Linked DNA regions of Hermetia illucens: region 2 is linked to region 1. Evidence: chromatin contacts called from public Hi-C data. All regions are on one chromosome and are shown on one strand. The core of a region is the stretch at or near the end of the contact, and the rest is flanking DNA. Distances in the headings are between cores, read along the strand shown. Region 1 holds the start of LOC119646231 (conserved oligomeric Golgi complex subunit 6). Region 2 holds the start of LOC119661132 (tRNA-splicing endonuclease subunit Sen15-like).

What was found. A called contact is a pair of places that touch in the nucleus more often than the background predicts.
Region 2: a Hi-C map of an unstated tissue shows a contact between it and region 1, with 5 times the contacts expected there. The contact joins the promoter of LOC119661132 here to the promoter of LOC119646231 in region 1. A contact is called at or near these places in 2 of 2 Hi-C or Micro-C datasets (an unstated tissue and whole body).

What each region holds. Positions count from the first base shown.
Region 1 is chr1:70,130,662-70,136,866 of iHerIll2.2.curated.20191125, reverse strand. LOC119646231 (conserved oligomeric Golgi complex subunit 6) reads right to left here and starts at 3,734. Exons shown (of 5, transcript XM_038046621.1): 1 at 3,579-3,734; 2 at 2,892-3,523; 3 at 2,611-2,831; 4 at 2,390-2,550; 5 at 1,472-2,329. The coding sequence starts at 3,662. The coding sequence ends at 1,547.
Region 2 is chr1:70,426,539-70,432,743 of iHerIll2.2.curated.20191125, reverse strand. LOC119661132 (tRNA-splicing endonuclease subunit Sen15-like) reads left to right here and starts at 3,117. Exons shown (of 5, transcript XM_038070333.1): 1 at 3,117-3,145; 2 at 3,213-3,334; 3 at 3,390-3,471. The coding sequence starts at 3,317.

The sequences.
Region 1 (6,205 bases), core at 2,485-4,984:
CGCCGAGCTCGGAGTGTAAAAAACGTGTAAGGTTTGATTTCATTTTTGCATATAGGATACAATGAATTTAGCTTAATTTTTTTTTGAGGATTTCCTCCCTTTCACTTCCTCCTTGACCCCGCAAAATTTTAATTGGGACATCCTCTAAATAATGACTGTTTGGCCGTTTTTTTTATTTTCCAGGTTTAGCTCGCGTTCTGGTTTTTTTCGTTAGGCCTTCGCGAATTCCTTTGTTTGTTGTCTATTTTTAGATCCGGTGCAGACCCACGCATCGGTATAGACACGTTAATTTTGTACTAATGACACGTGAGGGATCAAAGCGCTCAGAGGACCCCCTCCCCCCGCCACATTCCCGAGCCTGGCTCGCACAGAGGCGTGCAAAAACGTGTCAACCGACCATTTTGATGCAGCTTCAGTCTTTGCGGGCGGCAATTTTGCCAACCCTTTAGGATTCTGGGATAGTTCTTCCCTCTAGGTCGTCTTCGGCCACTTAGGATGTTCGTTTGATAATTTTTTTGCCCCAACGTTTAGCGCCCTATACAAAAAGAGAGCAACTTGTCCAAAGATAGAATGATCGCCTCATGCAACACGGTCTAAGATTGAATCTGAATAAAACAGCATTTTTGTCGACCGATCCGCATGAAACATGCACAATCAGTGTCAGTGACCTGCGCAGAATAGGACAATTTAAATACCTTGGGTGAATGCTGTCAGCTAATTGAGAACTGTATTATGAAATTGCATTCCACAACTAGCGTTCTTTGTGATCGACGGATCAACGAACGACTCAAATCTTAAATTTACTGCAGTGTCGTCCGCCCTGTAACCTTCTACGATTCTGACCCGTTTATAAAAGACGATGAATGGCGTCTCGCGGAAACGATGTTGCGTTGAATTAGTGGCGTAACGTGCTTTAATCACATCCGAAATGAGGATATGCGCGGTCGACATGGGGTTGCACCGATCGTGAAAAAATTGCGAGAGAGGCGTCTTCGATGGTATGGTCACGCAATTCGCGCTAACGAGGATTCGCTGGCCAAGATTGACCTGGACATCGAAGTCAATGGTAAACGACCAAAAGGTCGGGCGAATCAAGGGTGGCTTGATACAATGGATGTGGATTCGAAAGCCTCGCCACTCCAACAAGATCGGCCTTTTGATAGAACAAAATGGCGCAACTGATCATAGCGAGCCAACCTTGCTTGTGAACGGGTCAAAAGCTAAACCAAACGAAGAATATTGACTAAAACCTGTGAGAGTAGCGGGCGGGAGGAGCCAACAAAATCTATCTAAAGCACCCCGCACTAGGAGTTAGTACAAAACGCCCCATTTATGATTATTACAATTTCCCTCATTTCTTCAACCTACATAGGTATTGGGATCTCCAGCTGCAGTGCAACATCAAATGATGAAATGCTTGCGGGTACCAGGCTGACAATCAGGTAAGGGACTAGTCAAAAACCGTAAACGATTTTCTCAAAATAACTTTTTATTTTATTGATAGTTCCTATAATCACAATATCGGTATTGTAACGACACCCACTCGTTACCCAGAAAGCAGCTCTGCTACTTGTTCCGGTGTCTTAGAGAAAAATGATTCTGGACTCTCATAACCACTTTCGGGATCATGAATCCGTTCGTAAATTTGCTTATAAATAGTAATAATGACATTAAATGAACGTTTCTGCACCGTGGAGCGATGCGTGCTGCTCAAAAGCAAGTTAATCTGTGGCAAAAGCAACACATCGGGCATTTCCAGGAAAGCATCCATTTTATTCATAAAGATCTTCAATAAATTCGCTTCAATCCGCGCCTGGCTGTTCTGTAAAATTGTGTAGATCGGTCCCAGGTTCAAGTTGGCCACCAGTGACGAAGCCTGTTCTGATGTCAGAGTGTCTATTTGCGCATCAGACTGCGCTTGTAGTCTCTCCATTCGTTCGTCCATGAATTCGAACATGGCGAGGGTCGTTTGCATGTGATATAAGCAATTGAGCATGTACACAGCCATGTCGATTGTGGGCAAGTGTGAAGCTGACTCGGTAACGGATTGAAGTAGTGGATCGATAACGCAGGAGACGATTTTTGTGATGTCTGATTGGCGGCCCTCCACCATACTGGCAACTGACAAAATTTCTTTGAGGATATTCAAAAGCTTTCCGACGCTTGGTGGTGGAACGAGATCCCGTTGCGGGGGATCTAAACCCATTGATTGCGTCGTTGGGCGTTGCAGAATACTTCGGACTTGAGCCGAAAGGGCGTTGAGGTAGGATTGCTCGCTGTGGCCTCTAAGCTCGATCAGGCATTGTTCTAAGTTTCCTCCCTTCACGACCTGCAATAAAAGATTCATTTAAGATGATAACTGCCACCAAATTGCAGTATAAATTCGTACATAATTAATGATATTTTGATAGAACCGCAGCAAGTTCGATATCGCGAAAAGGATAATTGTGTCCTTTTCGGAATTGAGGATGGTTTCCACTCTGATTTTTAAAGGATGACAAACTCCATCAGCAATGTTCGCTAGCGCGTTTTGGATTTGTTCGGAAAGGTCTGTAAATCGAGATATTTTCAAAATTTTGTTTAAAGAAAGCAAACAAATTTGTTACGAACCATTTTTGTCACAAAGCTTGATCAGAAGCAATAGATTTTCCTTTTCCGTAGGGATGGCCTGATGCAGCCACGCAAACATGTCCCCAATGTATCGCTTGGGGTCGTGAGCGTGCATTTCGATTGGTTTTGGATTCCCCCCTGGTCCGCCGACCGTAAGAGCGTCAATGAATGATCGAACCAGCACCGAACGACGAGCAGTTGCGTATTCATCAATCACATACCTTCAAAAATACTCCAAGAAATTAAGGTGGGCGATTTGTTATAAGAAGGGCATCATGTACTTGAATAAAACGGGACGATCCTGCAACCGGCTCATCGCTTGCACAACCAACGACCCAACATCGTGAGAGTCAATATTCCGGCAATGGCTCTGCGTCCATCGATACAATCGCTCTAAAGCCCCTTCCTGGTGCAGCGTCATTTCCTCCATAATATCCAATGCAGCCGTTTGGTACCCACTTTGCATTAGTATCCGACAATCAGCGTGAATGGATTGAACTCGGTCCAAAACTGTGAAAAAATCAGGCGTGATTGGCGCATCCTTCACGGCTCCGTACAGCGTCTGATGTTCGGCTACACTTAGCTGGAATCGTGACAAAAATGCGCCGGCTATTTGCTGGTCAATTTGCAGTTTATTACTCTCCGCTTGAAGTGAATTTGTTTGTTGGATCAAATCGTGAGTGAGAGCCTGCGAGCTTCGCAAGTTCTCCTTCATTGAATTCACTGACTTCGCCATTGCATCAATCTCGTTGCATATGGAGTCCAGCGAGAGTTTCACTTCACGAAATGACTCCAGGAAGTTCTCATTGATGGCGACGCTGCGCTTTTCAATTTGACTACGTAGATTTCGTCGGGTTTGTAAGGTGTTTTCCGTGAAAAATGTTGAGAGGTCGGACAAGGCTTCGAGGGTGTCCTGGAATTTGCCGGCTTTTGCAGGATATCTTTAATTTTGAGCTGTTGTACTATACCTTATCTGTATCCAGGCGGGTTTCAAGTATTTTATTTAAACGTTTCTGGATCGGGTCATTTTCAGATGTAGCAGGTTCCTTCATTTTTCTGATAGAAAATATTCACGGACTAGCAAATATCTGGGAATGTTTTGGGAATTGCTATGTTGACACACGGAAAATGAAACGTCAACACCACCTTCCAATTGGAATGTTGACAGCTGGAATGTATTCAGCAGTTCCCGAAGGCGGGAAATTTATTAGCTGAGGAAGAAATTTGAAACTCTTGATCTTAGATATGAAATTGTTGGATGTCTTCTGAAAAGTTCTTTAATTTGTTTTCCTGATTATAGTTTGTTAATTATTATTTAACTTGCTTTTATTTTCTCCACTTAAAGTCAAAGACAAATAGTCATTTTTGAGGTGAATTATTGAAATTCATTAAATTTTCAATTTTGAAACTATCTAATGATTTCAGAAGTGTATTCCGCATTACGAAAGAGCTTGCAAATCGTTCGATGGCCCTGTAAAGGACTTTAACGGTCGGCTTCTCATCCACAATGATGAGCAGCTGAAGAGTTGGGAGGAAAACTTCACCACAGTTCGTAACCGTATCATATCCGGTCAAGTCCCTCCTCTTGTGGATGAAATGGCTAGTCACCGAAACATGCTCTCAAACGGAGTTGATGGTTGATGGTCTCTCCGCAGAGTTACTCATCGCTGCAGTTACCATTTCCACCCGTACGGAAAACTTGCGAATCCGAGACCTTACCCAGAGAATGCACGAAGGGCATTTGGAGGGGAATTTGCGTACTCTCTGCCGTCGCAAAGGTAATAGCTAAAATAATCCTGGAAGACATCAAAGAACATCTCGAAAACTTGATCGACAGAGAGCAGCCTGAGGTGAAATATATTTTGAGCAAAATATGCACAAATTTCAATATGGAGTGAAATAACCTTAATACGAGTATTCAAAGATTCGGCAGGTGATATTTCATTTTTGCGTTTTCTTTTTACATGGAATTAAATCTCAAAGCGCAAAGTATGTATTCTAACTAGAAATCATAATATATTAGGCAAACTGTTTGTTACAATTTTGGTGTGAAATAAAGTTGTATTGGGATTTAATGGGTATTATGAAGCCGCAGCCACATTGGACAGGATTATCCTAGAACAATCTAGATAGGTAATATTAATAACTCATAATAAAGTCGTCTGCCGAATGTTAAGTAGTCAGTAGTATCCTTACTTCCTTCAGGAGTAAATAATATTTGTTGATATTCCTCCTCGAATGAACGCCTAGAACATTCACGGTGAAGTAGTAAAGTTTAATTTTGCGGAATAAATTAATGTAATTTTGTTGCATATGAGGAAGTACCGAATCAACAGAAAAATATGAAAACGCATATTAATTTAGTGAAATTTCCTGACTACCTAAGGAAGGTTGTGGATGAGAAATCTGTTGTGCAGATGAACTAGCAATCCATAGTGGTACAGGATCATCTAAGATGAATAATGAAGCTCCAAGAAAACGTCCGTCCAAACTTTAGACTCATTTACCTGCTGGTAAGCTATGCATGCGCATCGTCAATGAATTTTGTGCCGCGAATTTTAAGGTTTGTAGTGTTAGTCGATGATTCCGGGATGTGGGGGGAACCTAGACTTCAGCACCTCTATTTATTATGTAGTGGTGTTGGCCCAAGGGTTCATAAATTCTTAGGCGGCGTGGTGTTGCACTTCAGGTAGTCGTCGCCAGAGTCCTCGGCAAGTCTATCTTTTCAGCGAAGAAGTGCAGGGGATCTCACTTTTTGTGGCCTTTCTCACAAACCTTCGGTGATACCAGCATTCTTCCGCATTTGTTGAGGGTCACGAGGACCCACTACCCGATCAGCCTTAGGCACCAACTGTCAATCAAATCAACGGCGCGTTGTATATTTCTACAAGATCTCGGCATTCGCTCATATTGGCAGATTTTGCAGTTCGCATAGTAGTGAGTCCGTCAACGTACTCCACAAAAGCGACGATAGCACACCTCCGTGAAAGTAGCCTTCCGTTGCTTCTGTTTCTATCTAGAAACCAAAGAGTGAAGAGCAGACTTACATGACTTTTCACGCCGGTAAGCCCGTCGATTTTCATTTAGTAGGTGCGACCTCAGCAGCTTCTTGTGAATGTTAGGCTGAAACAGTCTCTCTTATAGTTTAAGTTGATTTGTCTGAAGTTGTCAGAGCAAGACATCATAGAAAAATATTTTCTGGAAGTTTCTCTAAGTCCTCTATATCCTCCTTTAGCATCGCCGGGTAGATTCCATCCATGCTAGGTGTGTCGAAGCGTTTAAAGGACATTATAACAGCTCCCGCTTTTTCATTGGTAACCACTGCTATTGCAGTGTTTCAATTCCGCATTTGTGTTGAAAGGTTTGCAGAAACCGCCAATTCTCCAACTGCCACTTCTGTCAGCTGTGGTCACTGAATGGTGTGCTTCCAAGAGAGTCTGTACAGACCTAGAACTATGGAGTTCGTAAACGTTTCATTTCCTAGTCGGCTAGAGAACAGCATTTTAATGCTAAGAAGTTCACTGACCTTTACCCACTCCGTTTTCCTAGAATTTCGTCTTTGTATTAAAGTCTGTTCGCCAGAAATAGTCAGACT
Region 2 (6,205 bases), core at 1,868-4,367, 300 kb before region 1:
CAGGTACTAGCGATAACCTCCATGCCCCGTGATAAACTGAGTGAAATTATAGTTGATCTCACCGTGTAGTCTCTCCAACTACTACTTTATAGCAGGAATGAGCTTATGAGTCCACCCACCCTTTCCCAAGCGTTCCCAATGCTCTTCCCATCTATTTACAGAACTTTCTTTTTCGGCGTTCTTCGTGTGCGATAACTGAAAAATAGACTTCGCATTGTATATGTTTGTCATCTCATCTGCCTAAGCGAAGTTTAAAGGGGGCTCCCCATACATGCAAAAGGGGGACCTACATTTTTTTCACCGAATATAGCTATGTGGAGTATCAAATTATAGGTCTCGATTAATACTTTCCGAAACTGTTAGTTTTGACGTGAATTGTAAAGTGCACGTGTAAGAAGTCAAAATATGCACACTTAAATTGGGACAGGATTAATTTTCGGAAACTACTCAACCTGAGCATAAAACCTGGGAAACGCCTGCTGAAGCAACACCAACAGCTCTACCACCAAACCCTATCTCCACCTCCATGTGCTGATCGCTGGGAGTCCTTTCTTAATGAAAAACTGGAAACGAAAAAGGATGAAGGTGAGCCTCCCGCACCTAAAAACGGGACAAATTGTACCAACTTGTCTTAATGGGTGGGGGTTGGATAATGTTGACAACCCTACACGGAAAACAACCGGTTACGAAGCCACAAAAGGATCCTCGGACTGAGTTGACTACACAACGACGAACCCGACAGTGAAAACGAAGTAACGATCTGCGCATTTTCTCATGGAACCTGGGCTCCCTGTACAGAGATGAAGCTGCCAACCGATACCCTTTCCCGATATAAGGCCCTACAGAGGAGACTGCATAGTCGGAGAAGGATATGACATCAAAATCATACTTGGAGATTTGAACATTCAGGACGGAGCCCGTATTCGGGCGATACGCTGGTTCCCATAGCTTACATCAAAATATCATACAAATACGAAATGTTAGATTCTCAAAGAACGCGGGCACGCGGAGAGGCTTATTATGAACTTCGTTGAGCGGAGAAGCGACTTCATAGAAGGAAAAAAGAAGCGCGGGAGAACCAACAGGTCTGTGAACTCGAAAAGTACAGGGAACAACTGCGCCAGGCGCGCAAATTTTACTAACAAGTCAACAGGATAAAGAGGCAAATCCGATTTTCTACAAAATGGGCATATTGAAGCGATGGATTGAGCATTTTGATGAACTGCTCAACAACCAAAGTATCGGTGAGTTGGAGGTCACGACAACAAAAAACGATGGACAAATACTACCACCACCAAGCATAGAAGAAACAGTCCGTGCAATCCCCCAGCTTAAAAACCAAAAGTCGCCAAGGACCGATGGAATTACAGATGAATTGGTTAATTATGGAGGCGACCAACTACACCAAGTATTTCATCAACTGATGCTCAATTTATGGGACAGCAAATCAATGCCTGATGACTGGCAATGGGACATCTGTCCCATACATAAACAAGAAGATATCACGCAATGCAGCAATTATTGAGGTATTACGTTGCTGGGTACCATCTGTAAGATATTTCCCGCTTTCCTGCTAGGTCAGATAGTCCCATACGCCCGAAACAAGGCCTCACTCCAGGCAAATCAGCAACAGATTAGATTTTTTCTGTGCGGCAAACGACAAAATTGATAAGACTGACTGGGCTGACCCTGGCCAATGTGCGAGGCCAGATAAGGCAGCAGGATCACTCTTAAGATCATTCGACATCAAGGGGATGTCCTATCATGCGTCGTCTTTAACCTGGCCCTGGAAAAAGAGAACCGTGATGCTGAGGTAAATGCGAGGGGTACGATCCTCTTTAAGTCCACTCAACTACTGGCCTATACTGACGATATCGACATCATTGGAAGAACGACCCGAGACGTACAAACTGCGCTGAAGGCGCGAGATCTTGGCTGCATATTAATGAAGGTAAGACATGGTGGCAATGTCAGCACCAAACACCAAGCAACCAAAATCAAACCGGACTGGTCGAATATTCAGATAGGAGACTATAACTTTGAGACCGTTGATAATTTCTGCTATCTAGGGTCGAAAATCACAACCGATAACAGAGTCTGTTGGCAGCCAACACAGTCAATTTCAGCTTACAAAAACTCTCTCGCTCGAAACATCTCACCATAGGGTCCAAGCTCTTACTGTACAAGACTATGATTTTGCCAGTCCTTATGTATTCCTCGGAGACATGGGTTCTTAGCAAGCTTAACTTAGCTCCGAAGAATTTTTGACCCCTTACATGAGGATGGACAATCCCGTAGCCTACATAACGACGAAATCTATGAGCGGTACCACGACCGTCTGGTTGTGGATAAAATCCGGTTCAATAGTTTGTGGTAGGCGGGTCACCTCATCCCTATATATGAGGATGATCCAGCCCGAAAAGTCTATAAGAGCAACATCTATGATAGAAAAAGCAGACGCCTGAAATGGAACGATAACATAGGCCATGACCCCAGGCAGCTTTTAGAGATATCGAGTTGGTGGACCTCGGCGCAAAACCGGGATGTCTGGAGTTGCTTATTAAGGCAGGCCTAGAATGGATACCGGTTGTTGTGCCGTTGATGATGATAACTTCGTGGAAGATATGTTGAGGTTGGAAGCAAATTGAAGTGGAATAAACGCAACAGTAAAGCGAGAAACACAATTCAGATGTGTGCGTAGTGCGCTCGAGATAAGCTCCGATTGACACGCAGTTTCAACGAACAATGAAGATTTCAATTCGGCAAAGTTCGCTCCACGTCGCAAGGTTTGTTGCAATTCCGTGCGCTTTCCGTTTATGGCTGTTATAATTGAATGTAATTTATTTGAATGAATTCGTTTTGAGAACTGCCGAAGGCACTATTTGCGTTGCAAGTGCTAATTATTAATGTCACTTGCATTAGTCCCGCCGCTTGTGGGTGAGAATCCTGTATTCTAAGATTACATTGGAAATCCAAGCAATACCTTCATTAAAAACGCTGCTAATACTCACCAATATTTGTTACATGCAAAAACGTCCGTTTCTCACTTTCCAACACAGAGCGTAATCAATAAATTTACGCGCTACACATTCCAAGATGTTCGCTGAATTCCAGTCGTTTGACGTTTCATTTCAGGTGACAAATGGTGAGTGTAGCTGTCTACATCGCAATCTGCTGTGTTATAAATAAAAGTAGGAAAACAACTCTTTTAGATATATAAACTGTGAATCGATGTTATTGAACACAACGAGTTCTACTGTCGATTATTCATTGGTGACGTAAAAAAAACTAGAAAACGGAGGCCAGCAAAAACAGCATGTCAACACTAGAGCTGGTGAGCATTTTGCTGAATATATGAATTCAATGGTTTGAACATTTGCTGTATTTAGGTGCGGGACTTTCAAATCCTAGGGTGCAAGGATGAAGTGAAACGAGGAATAGCTGCTCGAGTATATGTCGATTTGATAGACGGCAAGTTTAATTTATCGTAAATAAAGGAAGGAATGCTAAATATTAGATGCTTCTTCACAGTTTTTAGTTATTCATATTATTGAATAATACCACCTCTTCTGTTCTACAGTATCCGAAATTGATATAACTTTACTAACTTGTCAAAATAATGCAAATTCAGAATTTTGATGCATGGGGCACGCTACACATATGTACAGACTCGTATATATACACGCCGCACAAAAAAGAGGGTACCCGTTTTTAGTCGAACTAGTTAAATTTAAGAAAGCCTCATTTTATTGAGCTGAGGGATATAATTTGCTTTGCACGTTTAAATAAGTGAATCTGTGTATTCGGTTTATGATAGGTCATTAATAACGTGGTAAGTCCTTTAAAAGTTGAGCTATAAAAGGAACAGCGCCCACCAACGAGGTGCTCACTTTTTTTATGTGCAGCGAGCGGCATCACTGCGTTGAAATTAAAGGGGCCTCCATATCAGTATGTATGGGAGTGTACATTTTTTTTCACCAAATATAGTCATGTGAGATATCAAATGAAAGGGCTCGGTTAATACTTTTCCGAACTGATCTTCTTTTATATTGGCTGAAACACAGGGGAGTGAAGACTCAAAATGTCTCATTCTCAAAACCTATCCAACCGAAAAATCTGCAAATCTAGGCCTAAAATTACATCGCGTTTCGATATCTGCACATATAAACTTAATGATAATATATCACCATATTTTATAAATTTACTCGAAAACTCCCCTTAAGTTTAGTACAAAATTTGGTAGCAGTATAGGCGACAATTCTGGAAACTTTGATCTGTATCCAACTATCATTAACAAAGTTATAAAAGGTAATATTTCGCACTTTACGTAAATTTATTGCTATTTAAGAGGTGCATATAATCATAACCACACAAAGTGAACTTATATGAATAGCGGGTTCCATGGAGACATTTTAGTTTTCCAATCCAATTCGGTGTCACCCTCAACGGAAATCACACTTCCTAGAGATACAAAGTAATCAACATTTTCGAAGCTCTTGGCCATTGATGCAGATAGGAAGAGTGCGATGACCCGTCAGACTGAAAACCTTGGTTTTATTTGTGTTTATCTTCAGTCCAATTCTACCAGCCTCTCTTTCCAAATCCACAGCTATTTGGCCAAATTCCATGACCCGGTGACAGAGCAAACAGATGTTATGACCGTAGTCGAAGTGTTGGAAGAAAGATGTCCCCGTTCATTGAACTCCTCCACGACCTCCGGACAAGCAGGCATGGAGAACGTAATCGATAACAAGAAGAAGTATCATAATATCAGCCACAGGATGCAATCCTGGCAGACTCTGCTTTGGACCCCAAAGTCCTCTGATATTTTACCTCAGTGCAGCACGTGGCATTTAGCGCCATCATATGTGGCTCTGATAATGGTTATTAGTTTTTTCCGAAATATCCTTCCTGCATAGAACAATCAAGATGCACTCCCTGATCACATTATAGAAAACTTTCTCGAAATCGATGACGAGCGGGTGAAGGAAAGATCTAAGCTCCACGCATAATACCAAAATTACCCGTAGGCTTTTGATGGTGGTCAAAGCAGAAGAATCCGGAGCCGAAACCAGCCTGCTCTCTGTCGGTCAAAGGTTCGAAATGTTCCAGAGCATCCCTTACGGTAGCCGTCAGAAATAAACCGATACCAGATTCGAGGCTGCTGCTACTTGCCTTTCTAGAGTACAAAAGCACATTGCCCTAAGTGTAGCAAGAGGGAGAAGAGTACTCTCCAAAGTCACACCATCACAAGACTTGTTAGCATTGATGAAGGGAATAAGTGGTTCCCGAAATATTAGCATTTGCAAGCTTAATAACTAACACTAGCGAGTAAAAAACAAGTCAGGAAACCGGAAGCTCAGCGCTTCAGGTATGAAAGGTTTTGTGTATTTCCTTTATAAAGAGATTAGCATGTAACACGTAAAATATGCATATATTATGTGAAAATTTCCACTTTCAAGTAATATTTACATTCATAGTCTTGAATTTGCAGAGAAGCGACAGTTTTGACCTAGTATAACTTTGTTAGTAATAGTTTGATTTTCACCAAATTTGGCAGGATCATGCTCTATGCTGTAGCCTACATTGCTGCAGCGATTCAAATAACCCGAGTGCATGACAGCTCCTGATCACATTGCCAAAAATAAATCAATTGATGGAAAGCCCTGTATTGATAATATTTAACCTCATACGCTTCACACTCTTAACCCACACTCAGTTTAATATTATTAGCAAATACAAAGAATTTAACCTACAACAGATATAAACAAATCGGGAAACCGGAAGCTAGACGCTTCAGGTATGAAAGGTTTGGTGTATTTCTTTTATATAGAGATTTGAGTGTGCATTTATCCCATTAGTATGTAGCACGTAATATATGCATATATCCACTTTCAAGTGATATTGACATTCACAGTCTTGAATTTGCACTGAAGAGACAGCTTTGACCTATAATAACATTGTTAGTAATAGTTCGATATTCACAAAGTAGGATCATGAGCTATGATTTAACCTACGTTATTGCAAAATTTTGTGATTCTAGAATGAACTTAAGGGGGGTTTTCCTGTCAATTACTAAAAAATCTAGTAATGTACTATTATTAACTTTATTTTACCAGGCATCGGTATGGAGGGTATTTCGAAGCCTAGGCACCATGTAGTGGCAGACCCCTGATTTTTTTCAGATTTTCCGGTTTGCTAGTTT